Linked DNA regions of Anas platyrhynchos: region 2 is linked to region 1. Evidence: chromatin contacts called from public Hi-C data. All regions are on one chromosome and are shown on one strand. The core of a region is the stretch at or near the end of the contact, and the rest is flanking DNA. Distances in the headings are between cores, read along the strand shown.

Region 1 (7,223 bases), core at 2,764-5,263:
TGTACAAAGATACTTGTATCAAAAGGGAGATGCAGCATGCTTTGTCTAGCAGTTCAGACTAGAGACTAAGACTTAAGTGCTCTCAGACAAAAAAAAAAAAAGACTTATAGAAATAATAAGAAATGCTACTCATTTCTTCCCTGTTCTAATTAGTTTGAGCCAGTCTTCAGTCAGAAAATGCCTAGATCTAGTGAAGCAGTTAGCCTTGTGCTGCCTTTCCTACGTTTACATTACCATGTATACTTCACACCCTACATAGCTACAGGTAAGTGAGATGGTAGGAATACCATTTCCTGAATAAATCCCTGGTGCTTGTTGAAAGGCCAGTAAGTCAAAGTAACATGCTTTTAATGTTACAAAGTTCTCAGCAAGCCTCACTGCTAATTACTTGGTTTTCCTTGATCTTGTCCCAGTGCAGTACAGTGTATATATACTTAAGCATTTACTACTGTCCTTGTTTCAGTTAGGACAGAGTTAATTTTCTTCCTAGTAGCAGGTAGAATGCTATGTTTTGGCTTAGGATGAGAAGAGTGCTGATAACACTCCGATGCTTTAATTGTTGCAGAGCAGTGCTTAGACCAAGCCAAGGACATCTCAGCTTCTTGCTCTGTCCTGCCAACAGGCAGGCTGGGGGTGCAGTAAGAGCTGGGAGGGGACAGACCCAGGACAGGTGACCCAAACTAGCCAAAGGGGTATTCCATACCATCTGGGGTCATACTAAACAACTTATCGGGGTGGCTAGCCGGGGGAGGGGGGCCGGACTGCTCAGGGTTAGGCTGGGCATCGGTCAGCGGGTGGTAAGCAACTGCATTGTGCATCACTTGTTTGTACACATTATTAGTAGTAGTACTATCATCGTCATTATTGTTATTATTGTTATTACTATTTTCCTGTCTTAATAAACTGTCTTCATCTCAACTCACAGGCTTCACTTTCCCGTTTCTCTCCCCCATCCCAGAGAGGGAGGGGGGAGGGTGAGCTTGTTAGTAAAGGTGATTTTCTGCTTTCTCCGTTTTTATTATTTTCTCTTGGCTACTTGTTCCCCCAAACTCTCCATTTCATTTAATTTCCTCAGAGACTGCTTGAGAGGTAGCAGGCCTGTGATGAGACCTGCCATGATATAATGAGACTGTACACCTAAACAAGAAATGCTAGTTTCCAGGGGCATTCTTGTCTGTTACAGAAGAATCCAGTCCCAGAATCCTAGAATCCTCTCCTGATTTTTATTGCCACACAGCCACCTATTGGCAGCTCTTAAAAAATACGAAGTCTCACTGCACTACCTTTAATCCACAATGTCTAAAGAGACTCTTCCTTGTGCTGCTCAAATGCTGCTCCATGGGTTGCCTTTCTGTTGGACAGAGCTGTATCACTAATCCACTGAGTCAGTATAAATCCAAGATGCTAAACATCTAACAAAAATAGGACTATCTGCCACATAATAAAACAAAAAAAAATATCCAAGATGCAGTTCGTGATTTGATTAATCACAACAGTAAATAACATAAATATACCAAAAAGTAATGATAAATTGGAATAAAGACCTTAGGGACACTGCAAAGAAAAACAAATCCGTATACATAACATAAATTTTAAAGCAAACCATTCTAGAGAGCTTGTATAAGATATGGGTGATCTGCTTCCATTCCTCTGCATAACCAACACACTTCACAATTTCAGGAAGCCCAATTTATTAGGACTTGCATACCAGCCATATCCAGTTTAAAAAGAAAGAAAACTAAAAACATTATGAACAGCATGCACTTTGCAAAAATATTTATCTTAGATATATGTAAGTGTGAATATATGTATACAACTGAAGTTAGATCTTAGAATCACTACTTTTGAAATATCTAAGTGAGGAGCGCCCCCTGATGTGTGCTTTGTTCATGATAATTCTTCATGATTCCTCAACTGCAGACTAATAGCCACTACGATAATTCTTCAAAAGAAACAAATCCCCAGGGTGAGGGAACTTACTCCTTGCTGAGAAAAAAAATAAGGAATAAACCTCATTTCTAGGAATAAACAAACTGAGGGGAAAAACAAACAAACAAAAAAACACAAACAAACAAAAAACACTGAAGAGCTGAAAGCTGACCAGAAAAGTCATCTGGCAACTCCTCAGGTTTTGAAAAGCTAAGAAAAAGAGGTAACAACACGTGTTAAGGTTTTAGCTTAAAACTACACTGTAAAAAATCCAGCACTTTGTAAGCAGATGAAGACAATCCAAGTTTCTTAAAATTATGTCCACTGGCTCTGAGCCTGACTCTCAATGAGCAGGTAACAAGATATTTTTTCTTAAACGCTACCCTTACAAATCAAGCTTAATTAGAAATCAAGGATGTCAAAAATCCTTTCTACAGTCACAGTGAAAAATTCTGCATTTCCACATTGTATGTTCAGATCTGTGAGGAAGAAAAAGCACTGTACCATTCCTACACTGCAGTATAACTAGTTCTAGCATTCAATTGACACCGGGAGGATAACTGTGCAGTAAAATGCTACTATCTCCCAAAAGAGGACTTTACATTACAGCATTTAGAATGAGTAGAAAAATTGCAACTCAACTCCTTAAAATACAATTTCAAGTTGTTTTCTTCCATATAAAAACAGGTTCCAGAAACTGCAGAGGAATAATGAAAGCCTACAGTAAATGCTCAGATTGTGTTGATTTATAGTATTCTGAGACTCAATTAACATTTTCAAACTCTAACCCAGTTACTTAGAACTACTAAAAAGGGTACACACATTTGCCATTCTATTCAAGAGTATCATCAGAAAACAACACTAAGAACAGGGGGTAGTGGAGAAAGTTGAGACAACTGCAGCTCCTTAATCACAATAAAAAACATACTCTATAAATTCGAACAACCACCCCAACAAGGACATGAAATAAGAAAATGTAAGTAAAAGTGTCTTAATGTACGTAAATAGACAAAGAAACAGAGTATTCTTCCACCACTGTATTAGTGATGCTCACTTTGGTACCTGGTCCACCTTGAGTCCACCAGCAAAAAAAAAAAAAAAAGGATTACTCAAAAAGAAGAAAAGAAGGGGGATGGGAAGAAGGCACAATACGCAGCAATAACAATAACAACAGCAAAAAAACAGCTAACAAGTAAACCTACATAGAATGAGTATACAAGATAAGAACTTATCTGGAGTGTTGTGACCAGTTCTGGGCTCGCCAGTACAAGAAAGAAAGAGTCAGACTAGACCAAGTCCAGCAAAAAGGCCACAAAGATGACTAAGGGATTGGCGTATCGGTCATAGGAGCAGAGGCTGGCACCTCCAGTCGTTTAATCTGGAGAAGGTGCAGTGGAGGAGCACATCTTACTAATTTGTATGAACACCGGACAGGGGGACAACAAAGAAGATGGAACCAGGCTCTTCTCAGTGGTATTCAGTGAATGGACCAGAGACAATGGATACAAACTTTTTTTTTTTTGTGTGTGTGTAAAGGTGGTCAAACACTGGAACAAGTTGCCCAGACAGGTTGTGGAGTCTCCATCCACAGAAATATTCAAAACCCAACTGGACAATTGTCCTGGACAACTTCCTCTAGCCAGACCTGCTTTCAGCAGTGGGGGCTGGACTAGATGATGTCCAGAGTTGCTTTCAGCTTCAATTGTGCTGTGATTCTGTGAGATGGTAAGATAAAAACAAACGCACAAATCTCAGGATAACATAACACATCAAGTTCTAGCAAAGCCAAAAGAATCTGTTAAGCAGTTTTGTGCCTGAAAAAAATGGAATGCATCTTTCTGCAAATTAAAAACAGATTGTAAGCAGGAGGACAGGACTGGAAAGTTCCTTGCTCATCAAATTAAAAACAAGAGGCCTATTCATGAAAAACGTTACATGGTCAAGTCACATTCTTTGCTTAAAAATTTTACACACGACTGAGGGTGGGCATTTTACTTGCAGTTCTTAGAGAAAATCTGAGGTGGTTACAGATTGCTACAGCATGTGGGTAAATTTCTAAAGATATGCAAGCAGTCAGAATTACAAGAGGATGAGCAAATGTCCCTTTTATTTTTAAATAGGCTGGTCACATGATCAACAGCTGGAGTGAGTTAAGAAAATACCCATGCAAGCTATTTTGCTGAATTCCCTTACAGTTACATGACAATATCTAAAATCCTTCTGCATTTCAAATACCCAAAGGCCTCATGGTTCAAAATCCCCTCCTCTTTCTATTCTGCCTTTCAAATTTCTTCTCCATCCGCACATAGAAAGCCACATTCTTAAATGAAGCAGAGGAGGTAGACAAAGACCAGTAAGAGAAACTTGTGCCTGATGAAAAGTGGGAGTCATTACTTTCAGATTGCATACACGTAGTGCATTCATTTTGTGTCAGTTAAATTCTTCAGAGTATTTACCTTTTCTCTAACAGCTGAAGAACAGTTTGACATGAAAAATGCCACTGTTTTGAGAAACAAAGTTTTGATCCATTGCGCAGCTTAAACAGTTGCACGTAATCACAGACCACTGCTGAGACATGTCTTTCAAAAATGTTAGCTAAGTTGGCCCTCTCTCATTCAGCAACCTGTTGTGCCCTTCATGGAACACTAATACTCAAACACCAGTATCTGGGGCTTCAAATAGGATGGTGTTACTAAGTTGTTCAGTCAACATCCTTCTACTCACACAAAACTCAGAAATAAAATCAAGATAACCCTGGGAGTGCTTAAAACCTCCTTCTATTCTTCTTAATTACATATAAAGACATATGCAAATTTATTCTTACTCTGCCACATTTGTCACTTTTTCCTATAGCCTGAGAACTGGAATGATGTAAGAGTTCACTTATTTTCAATAAAGGCAGCTTATTTTTTTCCCCTTTTATGCCCTTTGAATATTAAAGGAAAAAAAACATTGCAGCATTATGTCATATTACTTCCTTTGCTGACACCTTGACACAGATTACCTTAATCAAATGCCCATATATGCCTCTAAGGCTGTGATTTCCCATTACAGATTTTCTTTTTAATCTCTCCTTCCCCAGTTCATCACATGCAGAAAGCACTTCTGCGGTTAGGAAATTCCACAATACTTAGACAAAGCTACAATAACATTTACTATTAAGCTCTGTGCACACTATGGATTTTTGTTTGTTTGTTTTTAAAAGTTAAGTTACAGAATGATTCTTTTGGTATGAATATAATCTAGGCTGTGTGCCTTTGGTGGCTTGCAAAATGCATACTAGACAAGTTTGTTTTCTTTGTTTGGAAAGTTTGGTTTAATGTTGCTATAAGAAGAAAAAAAAAAGCAAACAAAGTTAAATATAACAAATCTTAAAGGCAAAACTGTCCCTGGCAATTACTGTGTGACTCAGACTGTGGAAACGAAGCACTGCCCAAGTACGCAATCAGGACATCTCTGTATTTACTGCTACAAATACAGTCACAGTATGTAAACTTGCAGCACATTCTTAAATGACTATGCTTAAGTATACATCAGATGCCATCTCAAAATGTGAACTGAAAATCATGATTCCAAAAAACAACAGTACACATACATCTCAGCACATGTAACCATACATGATCGGAATCAAGCACAGCTTTGTCACTGACACAAGCAGAAGAGAGCATCCTCAAGCTGCAAGACTGCTGCACCCCCATAATAAGCAAAATTCATTTCAGTATGTGAGATAAGCTAACATCTCTAAACTTGACTCAAGGAAGTATTCAGTCTCAGCTTACACCTGTACATTTGTAAAAACAAACATTCTACCTATTCATCATGAAGATCAAATTAACATTTTAGTTCCAAAGAATAAAAAACCTGTTTTGAAAAGCAACATGCACAATACCCAAAGTCCTGGTCCTCAGAAACATGAGGGAATATCTATACAACTAAGACAAAATGCATTTAAGACACTGTATTTTAATACAACAGCGGAAGTTTTTACTCACTACCTTACAAATATTTTATGTTTTCATCCTAACACAAATTGAAGCACATAATTAGGAGCTCAAGCAATGGATAAGACCAGTGCTGAATCAAGGCTAGTCACTACAAACTGCCTTCTGCAACTGACGATTCTGAGAATGACACAGGAACAAGAACTCTAAATTAACAAGAAGACCTAAATTAACTTGTTCCTTCCCCACCTCAAAATTTTGTACTAACAAATAGCTAATATCCCCCAAAATGAAATCTTATTTCTCATCCATCCTCCACTCGGAATTCCTTGCAATTTTGATACTCTCGTTTGTAAGTTTCCAATACTTTTAAAGTATGGCTAAACTAATGGCGTAATATGCTGTCATAATAAATTCCCACAGACCAAGATTAGATTATTTGAAAACAACATTTCTTCGCATCCATTTTAAATGTCACCTTTCAATTTGTCCAGATGCCTCTTCATTGTTTTATCATAAGAACGAGTTATCCTGTAAAATTTAGGTACTTCACTACAATGTCCTGGACAACCAGCTGTTGACCCTACTTTGAGCAGGGGGAGCTGGTCTAGATGATCTCCAGAGGCCCCTTCCAGCCTCAGCAATGCTGTGATTCTGTAATACTAGAAAGTTTTATTCTCCAAGACGTTGTCATTCCCCACCCCCCCAAAGAAACCCTGAACTCAGAAAATGCTTTATAAAATCTTAGAGAATGTGGATATTGGAACGAGCCTCCCACAGAGGTTATTAAAAACAGCAGCTAGAGGACAGAAGATTTCTTGGAGGAGGTAATGAAAAAAATCCTCCTTTTTTTTCTTTAATATGAAGACAAACTAAACATAAATGTTGCTCTACCAAATAGTAAGTGTTGTATTTAACGTGTCTCTTTTATAAAATAAAGATTCAAGTAATAATACCTGAGAAGTGCAACAGAAAATACTGCATCTTTCATTAAAGAGAGACCACATGTAACAAACACTACTTTACATAGCTGGGTCTATCAGAGTAAATCCAATGAATAGGTTAAGTACATACTATCTGGTGCACTTCACATATTTCAACACAGTCAAGCCCAGACAATGAAATGTGACACACATACTCAGACAACTGTTAGATCTGAAGCATTTTTGATGGGTACAGACCCAGACATTTGGAGTCTAACTGAACTGAATAGGAATGGGATTTGGAAAACTTTACGTTCATTCAAAACCTAGAACACAGATCTTTGCTGATAATTTGTCTTTTTGCCACACACAATGTTGCCACTTCAAATAACAGAAAGAAATTAATCATTCAAACTATTCTTCAAATATT
Region 2 (7,279 bases), core at 3,742-6,241, 120 kb before region 1:
TTCAAAGGGAAAGGGAAGCAGACATTTTTTATTTTATTTTTTGAATGTCTTTAGGGGAGAGGAACAGACACACAAACTAGCTAAACGATTAAGACAAAGAATCATAGAAAAGATGCTCCTTTGTCATTTCAGAAGCAGGAAGAAGGCTGACACTGCTGCATCAGACAGCATAGGCACACATAAGGCTAACTCCCCTGTCCACTGAATCCAGTGCCATGGCCAGCCTTGATTTAGATGAATCTTCTCCATACTCAGAACAGTTTCTCATTCTCCCTGACCTATTTGTCCCTAAGTAGATCTGCCAAGTTTGCCAATTAGTGTTAGTGAATAAAAGATACGCTTTCTTCATCAAAAGCATTATACTTTGGCAGCTGACCAAAAGAGGTACCATCAGCAATATCCTTTATTTCCACCTCCCAACACATCCTGTCTCACCATCAGGGAAGATCAAGTGGAAAGCCCCACGCCTCAGAAACAATTCCCAGGCTGTCTATTCTTGCTTTCCCATACAACAGGTGATTTTGGTTAAGTGTATCTTTATGTCTGTGTGTGCTAGAAGCTTACTCCTTCCAGTGGTCCTATCAGTAAGTCATAGAGTGCACGGAGTGGGGGTTTGCTGAAGGAAGTCTGCCTCCTTGGAAGAGATGATGTTCCATCCTTAACAGGAGACATGGTACTGCTGAATAGGCTGGTCATGCTCTGACAGCTCCTGTGGGCAAAAGGCAGGTGAGAGGTTAGTTGCAGAAATCTGAGGTCCACAGCAAGTTGCTCTGCCTTCATAATGCTGACAATGAGGCAGTCCCAGTCCATCCAAGCAGATGACTGTGGTCTGTAAGATGCTTTATGCCAGGGCTTTATTCTCCCATTCAGCTTCACACCACAATGAACAATTACATTAATGGCAGGGTGAACTAGCTGCGGACAGCAGCTTGCGTTGCTATGGAGTTTCTCTATGAAATGAAGTGCCTAAAATGCTGTTCACAACATTTATTACTTACCTATTGGTAGCAATTGTGTATGGGCAAACATGAGACCTGTTAACAATTGACTACAATCACAGGAAGATTTACAGTGGGGTTTTGCACCAACTAATCTAGCATGATACTGAAAGGAAATAGGAAAACAAGCAAGCAACAAGACATGAAGATCACGCCTGCACTTGCTGTCACTCCTCTGGATGGCTCCACGAAGTCAGAGTTATGCCTCTTAGGCTCTGCCTCTGAAAAAATTCTGAGTTGTGTAAGCAGGTTAGAATCCACATTTCCAGCAAGACAGCTGATCCGAAACCTGCTTCGCTACAAGCTTTATAATTTGCTGCAATGTTGTTTTGCTCCCATTTTCCTGTTCCATGGGGTAATGGCAGTACAAAGGACGGTTTCCTTTATTTGCTATCTGTCCATCTCCAGTCATTCTCTTACAGTATTCACTGCAAAAACTCAGTCACAAAGCTGTCTCCAAGCCCCACCCAAATGCCACTACACAGTTCTTTTTCTCTCCACCCCAGCAGACCTGATTTAGTTTCCTGATGATTTTTTTTCTTCATGCAAGCAGCTGAACAGAGTTAATCTGGACCTGTTTTAAAGTAACAAACAAAACCAACACTCACCCCTCTGGTCCCCCTGCAGACTCATCAAAATCTTTCCCATCACTGACAGTAGTCCTTCTCAGATCTGCTTTTGTTAAGCACCAAGAAGTCTTTCAAACATTGCCATTATTTCTTGAACAGCCCCTCACTGCACACTTCGTAGCTCTCCTCATCTTCCCCAAAACTCAGCAGGTTAGCTATTTTCCCACATGCTTATACCAGCCTTCACTCTTACCAAGTTCAAGCCGTCAGCTACTCCTTACAGGAGCAGTCTCTCCCTGTCTTTCACCCCAAAACTGCTACTGGCATTTCAGGGACAAGAACAGCACCTTGTGCCACTGACCAGGAGCCTGAACCTGAAGAATTCATGCAGCTATTCCTTTATTATACACATTACTTCCTAAACCAGTATTCATTCCCTTATCAGCTTCCATGTATATCAGGAGTCTACCCCGCACTTTATCTATCTCTCTATATATAATGTGGTAATTACCTATGCTAATTAGGTATTTGAGCTTCAGTAGTTTATCTGTACTGTGTGCTCATCTCATGCTACAAGCATGACATGTTTCTGTACTTCCCTGTCTGCACATCCTTGTTCACAGATGCTGCAAGTGTAACATTTGTACTAGTACAGGCCTTTGTTAGTCTTTTGCACTACAGACACTCCTATCAAGTGGTCTGTCATTTGGAAGTCACTTTCAGTTGCAAAGAGTACACGTACATTGTGTGAGACCTACATGCAGCTCTTGTACGTAAGAATTATTGTACTATCTCTCTGTTCTCCAGAGACTTGGAGGTGCTGTCATCACCAAGAGGCTAGTGAACGTTATACGAGTGCTGATCTGGTGCCCATTTCCAACATCCCACAGACAGCTTTTCACATGTTCTCCTGGGTGTCAGGCATCACCAAACACCAGCACTGTGAGGAGACCAAGATGGCATGGGTACAAAAACTTACTGCCTTCTTCAGGAAGTGATGTTGCCCCTCTCTAGTCTCTCTAATCCAGCAGCTGTGCTCCCCTGAAAGGCTATCCTTGGCACAGTGCCATGAATAACTGTTTTATGTAAAAAGGATAATTTTCCAGAAAGTTTTAACAGGTGGGCCTTAAAAAAAAAAAAGAAAAAAAAAGAAAAAAAAAAGGAAGGGAGGAGGAAGGGAGTGAAATGAGACATTTAACAGTAATGGTAGAACATGGTCTGAAGTGCAACTGGAGTCACCACTGGGGCTGTCCAGCAATGAAAACAACAAATCTCATGCGTAGAAGGCCACCCATGAGGGAACACATGTCCCATTGCCCTCACAGTGCCAAATGCATTAAATGAAGGATTCCATATCCAGCTCATGCTCTGATGCTGCTGCACAGATGCACAGAGAAAGTCTCCTTCCATCCCTGGTCTCTGTGAACCACAGAGCTGCTCTGTCTCTCAAGCGTCTTCCAGTGCCATGCACCTGTGCCAATGGACATGACAGGAAAGCAGCTACAGTTTTCTGGATTCGTGACCAACCCCCCACACTTCATCAGGACAGCAGACTGCAACATCTTCTGTTAAGAATCTTTACTCTCAAAAAATACCTTGACTCTGTTCATTAGTTTTACCTCTTGCCTGGATCGATTCTTAGCTATCACCACACGAAATAAACAAAAACAGAAAGCTTTTGCATATGCAGGAAATCAGAACATAACTAAACGTCCAATAGGTAGGTCAACCAATGACACTAATACAGTTGATTGCATATCTGCTGTAGGCATATGTGACTGCACAGTATCTCCTTATACTCATGGAATAGGTCAAATTTCCAGGAAAAGGTAAGGTGAGCAAAACATTCCACTCAAGTGCACACCTTCTACCATTGCCAACCACAGGCCTGAGACATAGCCCTGACGCTTATCAACAGACCGATTTAGAAACTTTCTTTCTCCCCTCCCTTTCTCTCCTCAGCTGCTGCAACCAGTCACTGGACCCAGCTTAACTCATGTCTAAAAAGTATTCACTAAAGAAAAAATGATGCTATCGCCCATGCTTTCCACTAACAAGAGCTTTGTAACTTACAGGCCAACAGGAGTATTAAATGGATGCAAAGAGAAGCCTTGTGTCTAACTGTCCATGCTCTCCTACACAAACGGATGCTGGTGAAAGCACAGGCACACTAAAACTACTCAGCACTGTTGAGAACCTGACGAGGTGACTTGTGCGACACCAAATTTCTTGGCAGCATCAGGATGGATTCAGCACTAAGTCCTCCCCTCTGGATCGCTCTGCCTAGCTTCATTGCAGCAGCTGACTGAGCCAAGCGCGCTGTACAGTGCCCAGCTGTTTCTACACTATATAGCACAGATTTTAAAATCTGATCAAGAAATAGAATAGAAATTGTGCTTTCCCAATCCTGTGCATTTCTAGTGCCCTGACCCCATGTACTTAAAGCACACACCTCTACTATATTCCATCTGATATACCACTGAGGAAGGGCAGGGATACCCCTCCTGCTTATCCAGGATCAAGTGAGCACAAAGAACACTAGTCCAAGCAGAACAGTCCTGGCCTTCCTAAGAAATAGCAATTTGCCAGCAGGTGGCACTCACCAGCCTAGTCGTCGGTGTTAAACATATTTAACAGACTAATTTATTGCAGGGGATACCAGTTTGATTAATCAGCAGAGCCTCCTTCATCTTGCTTGCACAGCCTAGCAGCTCTAGATTTATCCCTTCACCACTCAGACTGTTTTTTATTAGAACAAAACCAAAGGAATATCATAAATCTTCCACATCCTTTGCATGTCTGTGTACACACAGACAGAGAAAAACCATAGGGAGAGGCTGGACAGAGATCTTTTTTAGCAAGCAGAGCAAACCTGGAGCCCTGACCATCTCTCTTTGACCAGTGCAAACAAATAGCTCTCCATGTGGCCTGTCAGGCATCTGAGTCCAGGTGATTTTAATGCAACAAGATGGACACTTTCAGGCAAACACCCCTTCTATGAAGAGCCAGTGCTGCACAGCAGCAGGTCTGAGCATTTCTACCTTGCTGTTGCAGTGTTCCCTCCCCTGATTTCTGGAACAATAGAATTTGGAGTCCCTGCACACTCTGCAGTGCTGCTAATTTATAATCCTTTGTATAAGGCATCCTGGCCTGCAACAAGCAGAGGAAACAGCACAAACTGGGACTCGGGACTGCCTGCATATATCACTGGCAACTCTGTTTCCACCCTTTGTCTTGGAGATAGAGGAACAAAGCAATGATCCCATGAGGTCCTCAGAGAAAGGTGGAAAAAACCCTTGTCATACAAGCCTTGAGCTCAGACTAATTTGGCATGCCACCAGTCTCTCATGGCCTGGCTTTGCTTGCAGAGGATGAATGTGACTACACACAGGCAGGAAGGAGCAGTTCATACTGCAGCCAGCATAGCACTGCTCTTGCCTTGGCACTTGTTAACACTCTGAATGGGTGAAATATTACTCATGGTGAAGCACAGCCATTCTGGAGGGCTGAGAGTCAGACTCACTGTTTTAATGGTCTGACAGTCCTGGGACAAATGGATATCCATCGGGCCTGTCACTTTGCAAGCCTGCCTCAAAAAGTCCTTTCCTAGACATGCAGACCAATACCCACATTCAAGGTCTTGACATACAATACCAAGCTGTGGGAAGCTCTGAAAAAACATTCAAATATCAAGCCCCTGCAGATGCTTTCAAGCACCCACAATTATCTCCAATACCCACCAGTGGTGGTGCATAACCCTCAGGCCACCCAGAACTCTCTGCTTGGGTGGTCTGTACTTGGGCAGCCACAACACTGCCCCCGTATGGTACAGAACCAGGCAGATAAGAAACTCTCTGGCCACTGCTTTCCGAATCTGTCTTCCAAAGGCCTCACACTTTGCCCTTGGCCAGCCAGAATCCCTGCCTTAGCATAGTTTCCAGGAGGATCTGCTCCCTGATCTTGCAAAGCACAGAGGCTGGTTGGGAGACAACAATGTCCTTGTCACAAGTAAATTTGCACCTGAAATTACATTACTCCTTACCTCCTTATTTGCCTTTTACAAACTCCCATTATGATGCATTGTAAAAATAGCCCTCAGGGAAGTATATTTTACACTTAAGCAGTGGCAGGGCTGATTCACATGTTTTCTGCAGGAAGGTAGACAGACTGTGTCCCCCATGATGGTGCAGAGGCCAAAGGAAAGGTGGGGGAGCTATATTCAGGTGATGGCTATGATCACATTTCTTGCTTGAGCAAAAGATGATGAGCAGGGAAGAAATCAGATTTTAATCTGGTCTAAAAGTCCTACAGAGCAGAGAAAACAGAAGCTGTATAAAACATAAGCAACTAGGACTGTGTCAGGATCTCTTGGCATGAACTGGTTAGACAGCTACTGGACAGTACAGAGATCACTGCAGTGTCCCTTCAGCATCCCTTTTTCCTCTGAAGTCCTCTTCTTCTCAGAAGTCCCTTAAGCTAACTGCCAAACCTAGGCATTTTTGCTTTTCAAAGCAGAGCTGCCAAAAAGCATACTACTCTCTGCTTAAAAGCCAGAATCACCGGGTTACCTGATGACAGCAGCCAGAGGGCACCCATCCAAAACCAATGGCTTCATTTCAGTCACCCACTTGTCATCAGAAATGGAGACTGGATGGCTCCGAACAGTCCCAGCATGTCTAGGGCCTCATTTTGACATAGGACCTTAACAGCATGTGCAACTCCTGCGCGTGAAGGAACTCACATTGGCCCCAGGCCATATAAACTCCCCCTTGAGGATCTCCAACATTCAAACACAAGATGTGAACACTGCATTCAGGCCTCACATGAGGAATGCAGGGCCTGCCTTGGCAGCAGGAAAAGGCAAGCTCTTACTCTCAACTGCAAACAGGCCCTACTCCCCTTTCTGCCCTGCACTGCAGAAGCCAAGGCAAACAGAGGCCGTACCTTGATTCACTGCTTGTGAGGCACAACGTTGCCATCTCCTGAAGCATGACAGCAGCAATAACCTACCTCACTGACCTACAGCTACATGAATTTATGCCAGTATTAGCTGGCAGAAGAAAAACTGCACAGAGGCGGAGAGCTGGAGGCCAGAGATGCAAGATGACAATTTGTATTCTTCCTAAATACTCAATTCTGTTGTTTACCCAAAGTCTGAAAGCTCACAGTTCCTTGCTAGAACTCTAGGCCAGTGCATAGAAATGCTGCCTACTCCATTTTCCTTTCTTAATCTTCTTCCTTCCATGTAGGCTTTCATCTGCTTCATTCCTGAAGCTGCAGGACTCTCCCAAGGATAACTCATTGCTGTCCCAAGCTCACTGTGCAACATGCACTGTGCTGCATACTGCTCTCTGCACTGCTAGATTAAGAACCACGCAGTGTAACAATAGGATAGGTAATGCTTTCTACGGTTCCTTTCTAGACTCTGTAGCCTCTCGTTTCATCATCTGTGGGACTGAAGCAGATGTAAGTACTCAAAGGTTTGGGCAAGACTATAGCACCTGCCCTGAGTTTGGGACTCAGCAAACCAAGTACAAAAGAGATGTGGCAGCATCAGCTTTACCACTAGAGCTCCCTGATATTCCCCCATCTGGAGACAAAAGTTGGGCAGGGAGGCCACACACTAGTATCTTGCCTTTCTCTTCATCTCAGTGCAGCTTCTGAAAACATCAGTCATGTTTTCTTCTAGTTCTCCTTCTGATGCTCTTGTGA

Evidence for each region. Hi-C and Micro-C count contacts between places; a contact is called where the count stands out from the background.
Region 2: a Hi-C map of subcutaneous adipose tissue shows a contact between it and region 1, with 5 times the contacts expected there. The contact joins two enhancer-like sites. A contact is called at or near these places in 6 of 8 Hi-C or Micro-C datasets (F1 follicle, F5 follicle, liver and 2 more).

The regions. Positions count from the first base shown.
Region 1 is chr16:321,996-329,218 of IASCAAS_PekinDuck_T2T, reverse strand. All of the region lies in intron 2 of TTC28 (tetratricopeptide repeat domain 28), which reads right to left. Among named protein-coding and RNA genes, the nearest start is that of TTC28, 17 kb to the right of the region's middle. Within about 2 kb of position 4,013, at least 2 of the 8 cell types and tissues checked have an H3K27ac peak or open chromatin away from gene starts, as enhancers often do. A contact at or near this core is called in subcutaneous adipose tissue, where this site is marked.
Region 2 is chr16:438,758-446,036 of IASCAAS_PekinDuck_T2T, reverse strand. TTC28 (tetratricopeptide repeat domain 28) reads right to left here. Exons shown (of 25, transcript XR_011803846.1): 14 at 565-709. Among named protein-coding and RNA genes, the nearest start is that of PITPNB, 27 kb to the left of the region's middle. Within about 2 kb of position 4,991, at least 2 of the 8 cell types and tissues checked have an H3K27ac peak or open chromatin away from gene starts, as enhancers often do. A contact at or near this core is called in subcutaneous adipose tissue, where this site is marked.